3 separate regions of the Mus musculus genome follow, and regions 2 and 3 are each linked to region 1. A link is a contact called in public Hi-C and HiChIP or PLAC-seq data. All regions are on one chromosome and are shown on one strand. Each heading gives the region's core, a stretch centred on a gene start, on an enhancer-like site or on the middle of the called end of the contact. The rest is flanking DNA. Distances are from core to core; before and after follow the strand shown.

Evidence for each region. A called contact is a pair of places that touch in the nucleus more often than the background predicts. HiChIP or PLAC-seq counts read pairs in DNA pulled down with a chosen protein or histone mark.
Region 2: a contact with region 1 is called in a Hi-C map of the N1E-115 cell line, with 6 times the contacts expected there. The contact joins two enhancer-like sites. A contact is called at or near these places in 1 of 15 datasets of contacts at CTCF or cohesin (large pre-B cells), 5 of 484 Hi-C or Micro-C datasets (the N1E-115 cell line, Th1 cells, bone marrow-derived macrophages and 2 more), 4 of 115 datasets of contacts at active chromatin or transcription factors (CD8 T cells, embryonic stem cells, pancreatic cancer cells and 1 more) and 1 of 9 other capture datasets (embryonic stem cells).
Region 3: a contact with region 1 is called in an H3K4me3 HiChIP or PLAC-seq map of embryonic basal ganglia, with 3 times the contacts expected there. The contact joins two enhancer-like sites. A contact is called at or near these places in 3 of 484 Hi-C or Micro-C datasets (bone marrow-derived macrophages, embryonic stem cells and nephron progenitors), 4 of 115 datasets of contacts at active chromatin or transcription factors (embryonic basal ganglia, embryonic stem cells and oligodendrocyte precursor cells) and 1 of 9 other capture datasets (embryonic stem cells).

What each region holds. Positions count from the first base shown.
Region 1 is chr9:61,432,628-61,436,925 of GRCm38.p6, reverse strand. No RefSeq gene overlaps it. Among named protein-coding and RNA genes, the nearest start is that of Gm34322, 7.9 kb to the left of the region's middle. Within about 2 kb of position 1,660, at least 131 of the 459 cell types and tissues checked have an H3K27ac peak or open chromatin away from gene starts, as enhancers often do. A contact at or near this core is called in the N1E-115 cell line, bone marrow-derived macrophages and embryonic basal ganglia, where this site is marked.
Region 2 is chr9:61,828,726-61,833,099 of GRCm38.p6, reverse strand. No RefSeq gene overlaps it. Among named protein-coding and RNA genes, the nearest start is that of Gm34828, 8.5 kb to the right of the region's middle. Within about 2 kb of position 2,654, at least 19 of the 459 cell types and tissues checked have an H3K27ac peak or open chromatin away from gene starts, as enhancers often do. A contact at or near this core is called in the N1E-115 cell line and bone marrow-derived macrophages, where this site is marked.
Region 3 is chr9:61,870,315-61,874,557 of GRCm38.p6, reverse strand. It overlaps Gm34974 (a long non-coding RNA gene), which reads left to right. Exons shown (of 6, transcript XR_001779199.2): 3 at 684-807. Among named protein-coding and RNA genes, the nearest start is that of Gm34974, 26 kb to the left of the region's middle. Within about 2 kb of position 1,842, at least 53 of the 459 cell types and tissues checked have an H3K27ac peak or open chromatin away from gene starts, as enhancers often do. A contact at or near this core is called in embryonic basal ganglia, where this site is marked.

The sequences.
Region 1 (4,298 bases), core at 411-2,910:
GGCGGCTTGCAGCAGGCAACCAGACTCACAAGCTCCACTTGGTGAAAATGATGAGGGATGAAGGGGCCAGGGGCTTGGAACTGGCCAGCACCTCTGCTGGTACCTAGCTTTCAAAGCACAGGTTTCATGAAGCTGAACATCTAGTATGAACTAGTCTAGTCTGTGGGTGCAGAAGAAAAGCAGGAAAAAAAGGGGGGCATAGCCCATACACAGTGCCTACACTATAGGGCTCAGTGGGTACATCTCTATGAAGAAGTATTATTTAAGTATTGTAAATCTTATTTATTTGTAAATATCCCTATAAAATGTAAATACTACATTTTTATATAAAATTCTCATCACTTGATAGAAAGTAAAAGCTGTGCTAGGATGTAGCTGTGTGGCACTTGTGGATCAGGAGCTAATGGTCAGCACTCACAGAGTGAATTCAAGGCCTGCATGGATTGCAGGAGACCGTCTCAAAAACAAAACTAAACAAAAACAGAAAAAACAGAGAAAGTGGGGTGGGCCAGGGAGAGAAGGGTAAACCCTGCTACAGGGAAGAGTGGAAAACGCATCAGGTGACCTCTGACTTCTGAGCTCATCACTGTAGAGCAGAGCTCCCAGGCTCTGGGCAAATATGGAAAGGAGCCATGTGGAGCTTGCATGTGATCCTGTCTGCTGGCCTCCAGCCCACTGCTTCTCATATTAGGGTGACCAGGATCTGCCCCACAGGACCATGGCCTGGCACAGAGATTCATATCCTTTCTTTCCTCCATTGTCCCCTGGGGGTAATCCCTACCAGTCTCTGGTGACTGCTCTGTCCCTTGTCATCACTGAGTCTCTGGATGTAATGAAGTGGCATCAGCTATTGGTATAGTGTCAGAGCTGAAAGGACACCTTAAAAAGATCCTCTCACCCTCCCCGACAGATGGAACAGCAAATTATGTAGGGCCCTCCCTGTCTTAGTTTCTTTTCCTGTGACTTTGATTAAAAAATAGAAACTCTGAAAAAAGCAATGTAAAGGAAAAGGGCTTTATTTCAGCTTACAGTTTCAGGTTATAGTTCACGATGACAAAAGAGACATGAAGAAGCCGGAGTGGCAGCTGGTCACACTGTATCTACAGTCAGGAAGCAGAGAGCAATGGATGCTAGTCACACTGTACCTGCAGTCAGGAAGCAATGGAGGCTGGGGCTCAGCTCACTTTCTCCTTTTTATAGAGTCCGGGATCCTAGCTCATGGGAATGGTACCACCCACAGTGGGCAGGGTTTTCCATCTCAATTAGCCTAATCAACAGAATTCCCCTTAGTCATGCCCAGAGGCCCATCCCAGGTGATTCTAGATTCTGTCAAGTTGTCAACTGAGATTAACCATCACAGCTGCGCTCCAACTCAGCCAGCGGCAGCAGAACTCGGGGATGCTCATTACCCCTGGTTTCCTGGAAGAGATAAACCTTAAGCTCTTGCTTCTCTGTGTAGAGGGGGTCTGGAGAAAGTGCGGAGGGAGAAATGCCTAATGTTTCAGAGCAGAGTCATTTGTCATTTGCATGCTGAGTGCCCTACCCTAAGCAGGCTCAGCAAGAGGTTGCAGCTGGGCAGCCAGCCTTCCAGCTGTGTGAAGTAGGAGGGGGCGGGACACACAGCCTCTGAGCCTAGGCTGACAGCTCTGGAGAGTGCCCCTCCCACAGCAGAGTTGGTGCAATAGGTCTTGTGATGAGGACTCACTCAGACTTCACTACAGCAGTATGGGGGAGAGCAGCAACTGTAACTCCTCTCATGTTTTTTAAAGTCTGAAAAGCTGGGCAGTCTGAGCATGTCTTTAGTCCCAGTACTTGAGAGGCAAAGGCAGGCAGATTCCCCTGGTCTACAGAGCGAGTTCCAGGATAGCCAGGGCTGCACGGAGAAACCCTGTCTCAAAAACAAAACAAAGCAAAGCAAAGCAAAGCAAAGCAAAGCAAAGCAAAGCAAAGCAAAGCAAAGCAAAGCAAAGCAAAGCAAAGCAAAGCAAAGCAAAGCAGAACAGACATCTAAAGGCTGACTCTGTAGCTCAGAGAGTATGTGCCTAGCATCCCCCTGCACCCCCAGCATGGCATAAATCCAAGGTAATGGTACATGCCTATGATCTTGGCACTTGGAAGGTAGAGGAACAGAGATGTTAGAGTCATCCTTGGCTACATAGTGAGTTCAAGAATAGCCTGGGCTAGAGATTCTATTTTTTTTTAAATGAATTTTTTTTTTTTTTAAAGCCATGAACTCTGAAAGAATACCAAAATGAAGAGGACAGCAGTTTGACTATAACCCTGTGTCTGGGACACAGTGGCCTCTATCATTGTCACTCTTTTTCTTCTTGTTTATCTATATCTCCCCAATTCTCCACAGTCTGAATTCATTGTCATTTCAAATTGATAATACAGTAAAGCACAAGGTATGCACACACTGTGGGGATAGCCACCTCCATACTGGGGAAGAAAACTGAAGGCGGGCAAAGCCCGGGACTCAAGTCTGAGGCCCGGAGGGAGGCAATGCCCCCTCTGTGAGTAGTGCAGATCCCTGCCTGGACCGCCCAGCTCACTGGCTTGTTCCGGCTGTGCCTGGCTCAGACAATGTGAATGCACAATCATTCATTATAACTCAATTACAGTGATTAAAGCTGGTGGCATGCAGAGGCAGGAGGGAGTGTTGCCAACAAAATTTACACTCCGTGTCATCAGCAAGAGATAACAGCAGCTGACAGCCCGCTGCCTCCCCTGCCATCTGCTCAGCCTGGCCGCCTGAGGGGCAAGAGCAGCCGCTGTGCTCACGGTGGCCTAGAGTGCTGAGATGAGCCGCCTTGGGGCTGGGCTAGGACTTGAGCGGGGTGCCCATGGGTGTAAGGCAAATGGGGGCCTGGGCCCCTCCACACAGCTGATCTGACATCCAGCATGCAGAATGGGGTTGTGGTAGAGCAGAACTAAGGCTGTTCTGGGGTTTTTGTCTATGGTGGCACAGGTTGGCTTTCTGAGATCTGGTTTCCCCTCCATGTTCTAGGAGGGAAACTGAGGCACAGATACACAAAGGACAAATCAATTAAGACAGTCATCTGGGACAGAGTCGTAGCTCAGACCCTCCCCATCACCCCCTCTTGTTTACATGGAGGCTGAGCGGTGTGGGAAGTTAGGCCATACTTAGCTTCAGAGAGGTGGAGCCAAGATCAAGTCATTCACCATGGGACCCAGAATAAGTCAATGATAATAGTCGAGGGGCCTGTGAGGTGATGCAGGGGCGCTAAGCCCAGACTGTGTGATGGAGAGAGAGGAATATGGCAATTGTCCCAGATATGAGGAGACTCAGGTCATGGCTACCAGGCGGGACTGGGAGGACAAAGGGAGGCAAAGGTCAGAGGTGAGGTCTGTGCCATGAATCTGAGATGGGTGAATAACAGAACTGCTTCTCTTAATGTAGGGTGACAGTGACCCAGGCCACCAAGGACTTGGGACCTGCAGCTCTGAGTCTGGCGGCAACAGGACTCCTGTGCACTGGCCCAGCAGATAGACTGGTCCCTAAGGGCCTTTGCTGAGCTCCATGGACTCATGCATGATGCATCATGTGACATAGTAGGTAAAGGGAGGAGGGCCCTTCTTCCCTTGCTTGTTTCAGAATACTTTTTTCTATGTTTTTATTTATTTATTTATTTAGAAACAGGGTCTCAAGCAGCCCTTGTTGTCTTCTTGCTAAGTAACCCAGGCTGGCTTTAAATGTATGATCCTCCTGCTTCCAACTCCCAAGAGAAGAAGTATAGACGGATGTCACAACACCTAGTTCTATGGGATGTTGGAACTCCAACCCAGGGCTTTTGTGCTTGCTAAGTAAACACACTACCAACAGTGCTCCACCCCATTCTCTGGTTGCTATAGGTCACTCTTTCAAGCTCATGATTCTCACATGGCCTAAACCACACTCACCATGGTTGAGCCTACCTGCCAGCTGCCCACTGCCAGACACCTTCGGCCCTTCCTTGCCCTGGTGGCTAACTAACCTCAAATTCCACCCCAGACAAGCATGCCCTTGGCTTCCGGAGGACGTGTCTGACTCCACCCAGGTTCTCAGGGGACCCCTCTCCCTGCTATCTGTGGGGCAGGCTTTGCACAGGCTGCAGTTGTGCAAACCAAAGTTTACCCTCCCCGGGAGCTCTCCTTCTTCATCCATTAGTCCTTCAGAGTCCAGCTCAGACCTCACCTCTAACATGAAGCTATCCTGACTCCAAAACTCAGGAGACACTTTCTATGGGGTCCTAGGTCCTTGTGCTTGTGCCATGGGAATCCTGATCAGGGAATATTAG
Region 2 (4,374 bases), core at 1,405-3,904, 400 kb before region 1:
GCTCTTATTTGTTCGTTAACGTAAGTCCCCCGAGGGCTCACTAGGCAACACTTTATTAGCCTGGATGAAGTAATATATTTTAAAGTAATAAAATGACATTATTTTTAAATTATTTCTTAATGTGGACTTTGCAGCCACTGACTGCCCTCTCTGATAGGTCTGAATTAGTGAGTTTTAATTGTGTGTAAAAAAGCAATAAAATCATCATTATAAAAATGATGGGGTGTCTCACTCACGGCAGGCACCATGCAGCTTGTTCTGCTCTGCTTTGCTGAGCCCACACTGTGGGCACTGCACACCCTTGCCACAGGGCCAGTGGGCTCAGCTGGGCGGTCCTCATCCAGGGCCCTTGCTTGTGAGCGTTGTGGGGGAGGTTAAAGGTTAGGCTTAGCATCTCCATTCAAGATCACAGTCTGTGATACCCACTGGACCTAGCCAGACATGAACATAATGTGGTGATGAGTGTGATTTTTTTTCTTTCATGGATAAGTGTGTGTAATATGTACGCCAGACTTGTATATATGGGTTTCCCATGTGTGTAGGCACGTGTGTATACGTGTACATGTACAAGCACATATGTGTGGCTGCTGGAGATTGAAGTGTCTTCCTTGATTGTTTTCTACTTTATTCATTGAGGCAAGGCCTGCCAATCGAACCCAGAGCTCTTTGATTGGGTTTGTCGAGCTACCCGACTTGCTCTGAGATTGCCCTGCCATACAAATTCTGGAGTTACAGGGTGGAGCTGCCATACCTTCCTGGCTTTTACATGGGCATCTGAATGATTCATGCACTGAGCCATCTCTCCAGTCCTGATGGCTTATATTGATTGTCACCTTGCAGAATCTACAGTCGCCTAGGGGACAAGCTTCTAGGCATACCTGAGAGGATCCAGACTAGATTCTCTGAGATGAAAAGAATCTCCCTAACTTGGGTGCACATTTTAGGGACTGGAGGCCTAGGCTGAAGAGAAGGAGGAAGTGAGATAAACAACAGCAGCACATCACATCTCCTTCCTGACTACCCTGGGTGCAACGTGGCCAGCTGCCTCAAGCTCCCACTCCCATGCCTTCTCTGCTGCAACGGGCTGCACACTGAAACTGTGAGCCGGAACAAACCCTTTCCCCTTAAGTTGCTTTTGCCAAGCATCGTGACACAGAAGCAAGATAAGTCATCAATCAATTCATCTGTTAAGGCTGGCCCTTTGGACCAGGAAGCCCCAGGTTAACAAAGACTGTGAAAGAATAGAGACGTGCCTTGTACACACAAGGTTTCCCATGATCTGGCGCAGAGTTGATACTTTGGCACATGCTTGGTGGACACACAAAGCCCACGAGGAGTGCGATGGCTGATGGCATGTGTTGATTTGCATATGCTACGGTGACTGGTGGTTTAGTCAGACACCAGCCAAGGTATCACAAAATATTTTATGTCCGAGACTAACATTTAAATCAATCAAGCCCACTGCCTGTTTCTGTCTAGGTGATTAGAAATCCAGTGGATTCCAGGCCGATGTTGTGAAGTTGAACTAGAGACTGTGATCTAGAGCCGAGGAGCCCCTCTCTTTGGCTTCTCTGGGGGCATATTGGTTGATGAAGAGTTGTCTTGAGCTGCACTTTATTCCAGGGACATCCTACCCATGGCCCAGGCATTGCTAGACCAGGCCTATGGTTATTTTGAGTGGCAGCAGGCAGAATGACATCATCTACAGAGTTCGTGATTGAGAATCATGCACTCAAGTTACAAAAATTGCAACAGAAACCACTTCATAGTATTTTAAGTAAGTTTAAAGTTTTGTCTTGGGCCAAATTCCCATATATTCTGGCCTGTACTTGCTGTCAGGTGGGTTAGACACTCCCGGCTATGTCATCTCGTCCCAAAAGCTTTAGGCACTGGTCAGCTCTGCAGACAGTGGACAGGGGACAGTTCACAACAGTTTCCCCTTCTCCCTTTCGACCTCCTTCTTTCTCTTTATATGTATATTCATGAGCGCGCGCGCACGCACACACACACACACACACACACACACAGACAGAGAGAGAGAGAGAGAGAGAGAGAGAGAGAGAGAGAGAGGAGAGAGAGGCATGTGTCTTTGTATGTGGCTCTCCATACCTAGCCATACATCTCTAGCTATTTTACTTCTGTGTTCTTTGACTCTTGGGGATCCTAAGTAGGGCAGAATTAGGGAGGCTATTGTCCTTGTGAGTAGTGATGACCTTGAACTACAAGTTGGGGACACTGGAAGCAGCCTCTGCAGAGAGACAGTCCATGATGGAGAGGAGCCTGTCTTACTAGCAGCTCTTTTCTGATCAGGGTCTCCCTAGGCATCCCAGATTGGCTGGAACTTGGGATCCTCCTGCCTCAGCCTCTCTGGGTGTGGGATTACAGATGTGCACTACCATGCTGGCTCACTAGCAAGCCATTCCTCTAGGTGGTCTGTCAACAAGACACACCCTGCTGATCTACCCCTGGCAGCGGTATCATGCTTTTTTGGATCCCCTTGGAAAATGGATGGAGGGGCTGTTATAAACTGGGACAACCCAATGGGGGCAGGTGCCATTCCCCAGTCTCCCCTGCCAGCCTTGGTGCCATCCTCCAGCTATGGTGCAGGAGTGTCAAACAGTAGAGGGCACCAGAGGCCTGTCTCTGCTGTGACAGCCTGTTTTGGTGGCATCAGGCATGTGTGGGCGAAGGTGGTGCGGCTGCTGTAGGAGGTGGTACTCTGTCGTAAACAGGGAGAGCTCCGGATTGCTGCTGTGCCTTTTTAACTGTAGTTTCATATGGCTGTATGAGGCCAACTACATCCAGTGGGCTACAGAGAGCACCTGGGACCAGGACCTGGGGGTGTGACGCGCCTTGGCTTCTCAGGAGTGGGTCTTACATGATTAGGTGCTTTTTCTCTCGGTCAGCTCTGCATTTCACTGCTGTGCGTCAAACCTGGGAGGGCAAGCTAGGAGCCAGGACAAAGCACAGTGGGGCGCAGTGTACCAACAGCCAGGCTGCATGGCCCAAAGTGATGAGGCTGTCCCCAGACTTCTTCTCTCCAGTACCTTGAGTTTCACCATCACACTTCTGCCCACTGGCTGCCCTACTCCCACCTCTCTACTCTGCACAATGTTCTGGTTTCAGGAAGAAGGGAAGGATGGAGGTTGGGGAGGGCGGCGACTGACAGTAACAGTTTTCACGGACAGATGCGCCTGGGGGTGGGGTGATGCAGGGGTGGTGCCATGTGGGATGGAGAGCTTCATCCTTGCTCTGCTTTGAACTGGTGTTCCGTTCCAGCAGCTGCATGTATGCTCTGCTGAGCCTTTCCTTTCCAGAGCTTCGGTTTCCGTCTCTGTAAAAAGGGGCTCAGGTGATCTGGGGTTCTCATCTGGTCCTTGTACCTTGAGGTCCATGTGTTGAGGATCAGGCTCAGGGAGGCACTTTGGTCTTGGGGAAGGGATGGGAAGGAAACAGACTCTGAGAGTTGTTAGCTGGCTGTGCTGTTCTGCCAGGAGTTGTTCCAGCCTCTGCTCCTGTTTGATCTCCTTTGGTGTTGGCACGTGGTCATGATTGACACATCTCCAGATCACACAAGACCAAGGTCAGGTGAAATCTGTCACCTCTAGCCCTGCTTGGCTCTCTAGGAAGAGAGGTTGTTAGTGACACCAAATTTCCCACACTCCCTATCTGTCTTCTGTAGGTCACTGTCCTTTACTTCCCGGCTGTGACCCCTCCCACATGGGCAGATGATCTGTCCTCCAGAATGTCAGGCATGATCTGTGGGCAGTCACCTAGGGATGGATTGGGGCGGGACATGGAACTGTTCCTTGGCACTCAGCTGTGGGGTACTTCTTTTTGGAATGACTTTGTTGTCCCTCCTCTAGGATGGCCAACTCCTGAGGCTCCAACCTCTTCATAAGGCTACTCCTGGGTGGGACTGGCTAGAGATGCAAGTCTTCCTCAGTCCTTCAGTCTATTTACCTTGGCTCAAGCTCTGGATGCTTGGGGATGTAGTAGGGAGAGAGACCACTTTTTGGATGTCTCCAGCACTCCCAGGATTCCATCCTAGAGTCTTAGAGTTCAGCAGTGTCCACAGAGCTAATCCCTCACCACTGGGCTTCGTGAGCACCCTGGATGGCTCTCAGATGCCTGTTACCTCCTTAGAGCTCCTGAGGTAGGGTGCTAGTGTTTTCCTCCTCTTCATCACTGGAGGCATCTTCAGTCCTTGTGGAGTGTCTTGTTATACCACTAGGCCCACCCTGCATCTGGTTATTTACATAGGCCCAGCAGGATGCAAAGCCACCGGGGATGAGACATATGGAGATGAACTGAAAATGGTCCCCGTGGGGCTGGGAATTAGTGGGCATAAAACTTGTGAGTAAGTGGCCTGAA
Region 3 (4,243 bases), core at 593-3,092, 440 kb before region 1:
TCTAGGCTATTGCAAGCGCTGAAACCTTGCTTCCGCAGAGTCTGACCGTGCCACAGCCTGTGGCTCTCTGCCTCAGTCTTCCCTGTGCTTCTGGGACCCAGCCCTGGCTGAAACCTCCTTGTTCCTCTCTGCTCAGTGACTTGGTTTAAAGATCCACCCACTTTTCCTCTGCTGAACCAGTTTTCTCTGGCAGTTCTGCAGCTAGGAGGTAGACATGGAGAGTGCACCCCCAGCAGGGGTGGGTAGAATCATGCCCTAGGTGGCTTATTTATAAAGGTTTTTTTTTCTTGTTTTTATTTTTAAAAATTAGTGTGTGTGTGTGTGTGTGTGTGTGTGTGTGTGTGTGTGTGTGTGTGTGTGTGTGTATGCTCAAGCAGGTCAAAGGGCAACTTCTCGGACTTGGTACCAAGCATCCCGCTCGTCCTATTTTTCTGTTTGTTTGTTTTTTTTTTTTTTTTTTTTTTTTTTTTAAATTTTATTTATTCATTATATGTAAGTACACTGTAGCTGTCTTCAGACACTCCAGAAGAGGGCGTCAGATCCCGTTACGGATGGTTGTGAGCCACCATGTGGTTGCTGGGATTTGAACTCCTGACCTTCGGAAGAGCAGTCGGGTGCTCTTACCCGCTGAGCCATCTCACCAGCCCTTCTGTTTGTTTTGTTTTGTTTGCTTGTTTTTACAGATTGACTCTGGCTTTGAGGTGTAGCTTCTTTCCTCTGCTCTTCTGTGCAAAGCCTTCCTAGAAATGGAAGACGTCTGCATAGAGTGATCAGTGGGTACAGGCTCCTCATCTGCAGATGGGAAAGGTGAGGCATGAAATCTCAGAGTTGGACTCTCCCTCTCTTCACCTCCAGGCTAGAGGCTGCCCTGCCCCCAACTCCCAGCCTATGCTTGCTTGGGTTTGTGCTTTGCTGGCCTCCCGGCCTCCGGCCTTTGCAGCCTGTCTGTCATTTCCTGAACAGCGTTCTGTTCTGGGCTCCTGGATTTTGGCCCCGAGGATGTGGTTAAGGGGAGTTGTTCAAGCAGAAATGTGCAGGTTGGGCCCATAAATCTTTCCCGGACAACTTTCAGGCATACGATCCTCAAATGGCCCCACAGGAAGCCAGCAGAAGTAAGGTCTGCTGAGTTGGGTATAGTGCGGCTGCAGGACTTCAGAGACCACATCAGTGTGGGTATAGGGTACAGCCTGCACGGTGTACAGCCTGCACAGCTGTGCCCTGTGCCCTGTGTGCGTTTGGGGGTCTGGGTATAAGCAGGAATGTAAGCAAAGGACCCAGCTTAAACTGCAGGAAGTTGCCTGAGACACAGAAGGAGGCTGGGTGGTCATTTAGGCTCGTCTCGGAGAACACCTAGGGTCTGCAGGTTGTTTCATCGGCCCCTTTTCCTCGTGTGTAAAGTAGTGAAGGCAACCTGACCTTCAGCAGGCCGTGATGAGCAGGCAGAGACAGGCTTCCACAGCAGACAGTGTCTCTGGAGTTAGCTAGCACCAGGTCCAGCCCGCAAGAGGACATCAAAACTCAAGGTGGGGGTTGGGATAAGGGCCCTGGGCTTCGCCACCCTTTGACCCACTTCGACCTGAAGCCCTTGGCTGATAGCCGGCTAGGAAAAGATTCCCTTTCTAAATGTCACTCCAGTGACTGCTAGGGAGCCAGAGTTTCAAGTTCTGTGGTAGATGGTGTGGCTTCTACCCTGCAGAGGAGGGAGGATATTCGTTTTGCCCCATAGTTTCCCTGATCTCCTCATTCCCAGACTACCAGGGTGGCCCTCCTGGAGGCCTCCTGGTCACCCAGACAGAGGGCTCAGGAAGGGGGTTGGGGCACTGTGCCTCAGCCCCCTTTGCATCCCCTGGTTCCTCTAAAGCCCCCTCTGAAGGGGACCTCGGAGCTCTAATGAGTTGAGGGCCTTTAGAGCAGCCCAGGCAAACCAATTAGGTTTGCTTAAAAATATTGTATTCATTAGCATGAAAATAAAGCTGAACTTTTTAGAGATAATTGCATCTTTTAAAATGCGGTAGTCTTTGTCTGGGCTTGTCTCATAAATATGCATGCTGCATAATTCTTTTGGAACCGTGGTTGCAATCATGAGTGACACACAAATGCACCCAGGGTGTTAATATTCTGACAAGAGCGGAGCCTCTTGGGCAGGCGGTGCCACTGGCGGGGCCTCCAGAGGCGTCCCTGTGGTCCCCAGCTGCAGTCTGTGCCATTCTCAGGGACAGAGCACAGTCCAGGGTCCCTATACCAGGCATCAGCTCTAGTTCTCAATGGCTCTCTTTTGTGCAACTGCCCCATGGAAAATTCTAGGGCTCTCCTCAAAAGGCAGGCAAGAGGGGAATCAAAGGTTGAGCTCAATTTACAGCCCAGGAATTGAAGCCTGGGGGGTGGGGAAGAGTTGGGGGAGCAGTGGAGGTTGCCAAGGTCACCGGGAGGGAATGGGACCAAGGTGAATTTTGTCTATGTCGACTGATGCTCTTTATCCCTGTAGGGCTAGGGCCCCCATTCTCATGTAGTGGAGAAGGGGTATTTTCCATATTGGATAGTCTGGGTGCCCGGGGGAGGGGCCAGCATGTCTTGCCCCATTCACTCCTGTGTTCCCAGTTGCCAAACCCCTTACACTGGTTTCTTCTGAGAAACATCTCGGTTGCCGTGGGTTCCTGTCCTGCTAGACAATTTTTTATTTCGTGGGATGGGGAGGCTTGTGTGTGTATTAGCATGGGCCTGGAGGTCAGAGGGCAACCCACAGAAATTAGGTCACTCCTCCCATCAAGGGTGTTCTCAGTTGCAAATTCCATGCCTTTTGGGCTTTTCTCTCTCTGTCTCTACTACCCCCCCACCTCAATACTGCTCTAAGATCAATACTGGTCCCTCAGCCCAGTGCCCAGGCAAACCACGAGTGCAGGGAAGTTTCTCAAAGCCCTTACTGCAAGTCCTGGTCCTTTCCCCCACCCCCCAGTGTGCCCAGAGTGGGGCTGGTGCCCTGAGGTCAGCAGGAGAGGCAGTTCTTCCTCTGGGATACACTGTCCCCTGGAGAAGGCAAACTGGTTACAGAAATGCAGTACAAGAAAGAGGGCTGTATGGGGTCAAGCACCCCTGCTGCTGTGGGGGCAGGGGAGGCAGAGATAGCTTGTCTGGGGGCACTGAGGAGAGACCTGGAGGTGGGGCAGCAGAGTAGCCTGCCTAACCTGGTCTCGATGACCCTTGAGGGCATCTGGCTTTTGCTTTTCCCATGTAGACAGCTGGAAGTCAACTCTCCACCTATTTGTCTGTAGCTACTCTTACCTGCAGATAAAAGATATGTGACCACTTGTTCCATGTCTCACATAGGCAGGCGTACATCTGGCCATTGTACATCATTGGTACATTTGGTCCGATCCATCAATCCATCTGTCTGATGTGCCTTCTTCCAGGATTAACAATTTTAATTGATGATGATTATGAACACACTTTGATATCGAGCAGGGCAACTATTACTTTTTTTGCTATCTATCTATCTATCTATCTATCTATCTATCTATCTATCTATCTAACCTATTGTTGTTATTGTGATAAAACCCTGACTCAAAACAAACTTGGGAAGGAAAGGGTTTATTTGGTTTACAGTCCATTATTGAAGGAAGCCAAGACAGGAACCTGGAGGCAGGACCTGATGCAGAAGCCATGGAGGGCTGCTACTTACTGGCTTGCTCTCTATGGCTTGCTCAGCCTGCTTCTTTATAGACCCCAGGGTCAACAGTCCAGGGATGGCACCACCCACAAAGGGCTGAGTCTCCCCATCAGTCATCAACCAGGAAAATGCCTTACAGATTTGTCTAAGGGCAATCTGATGGAGACACTTCATCAACTGAGGCTCTCTCTTCTCAGGGACTCTAGTTTGTGTCAAGTTGACCAAAAAAAAAAAAAAATGAATTAGCATCCTTTGCTTGTTCATTTCATGAATTTACATTTCAAAATTAGGCAGCCTACAAGTTAGAAACTTTTAAAGTTTCATAAAAATATCCCACTGGAATCTGGATAGGAATTTATTTTACTTTTCTATTATAGTGACGAAACACCATGACTAAGGCAACTTATTAAAGGAAGGATTTACTTGGGAGTTTATGGTTTCAGAGGGTTAGAATCCGTGACCATCAGGGCGGGAAGCATGGCAGCAGACAGGCAAGCATGGGGCTGGAGCAATAGCTGAGGACTCACATTTAATCCACAAGCAGGAGAGAGGGAGAGGGAGAGGTGGGAAGGATATGGG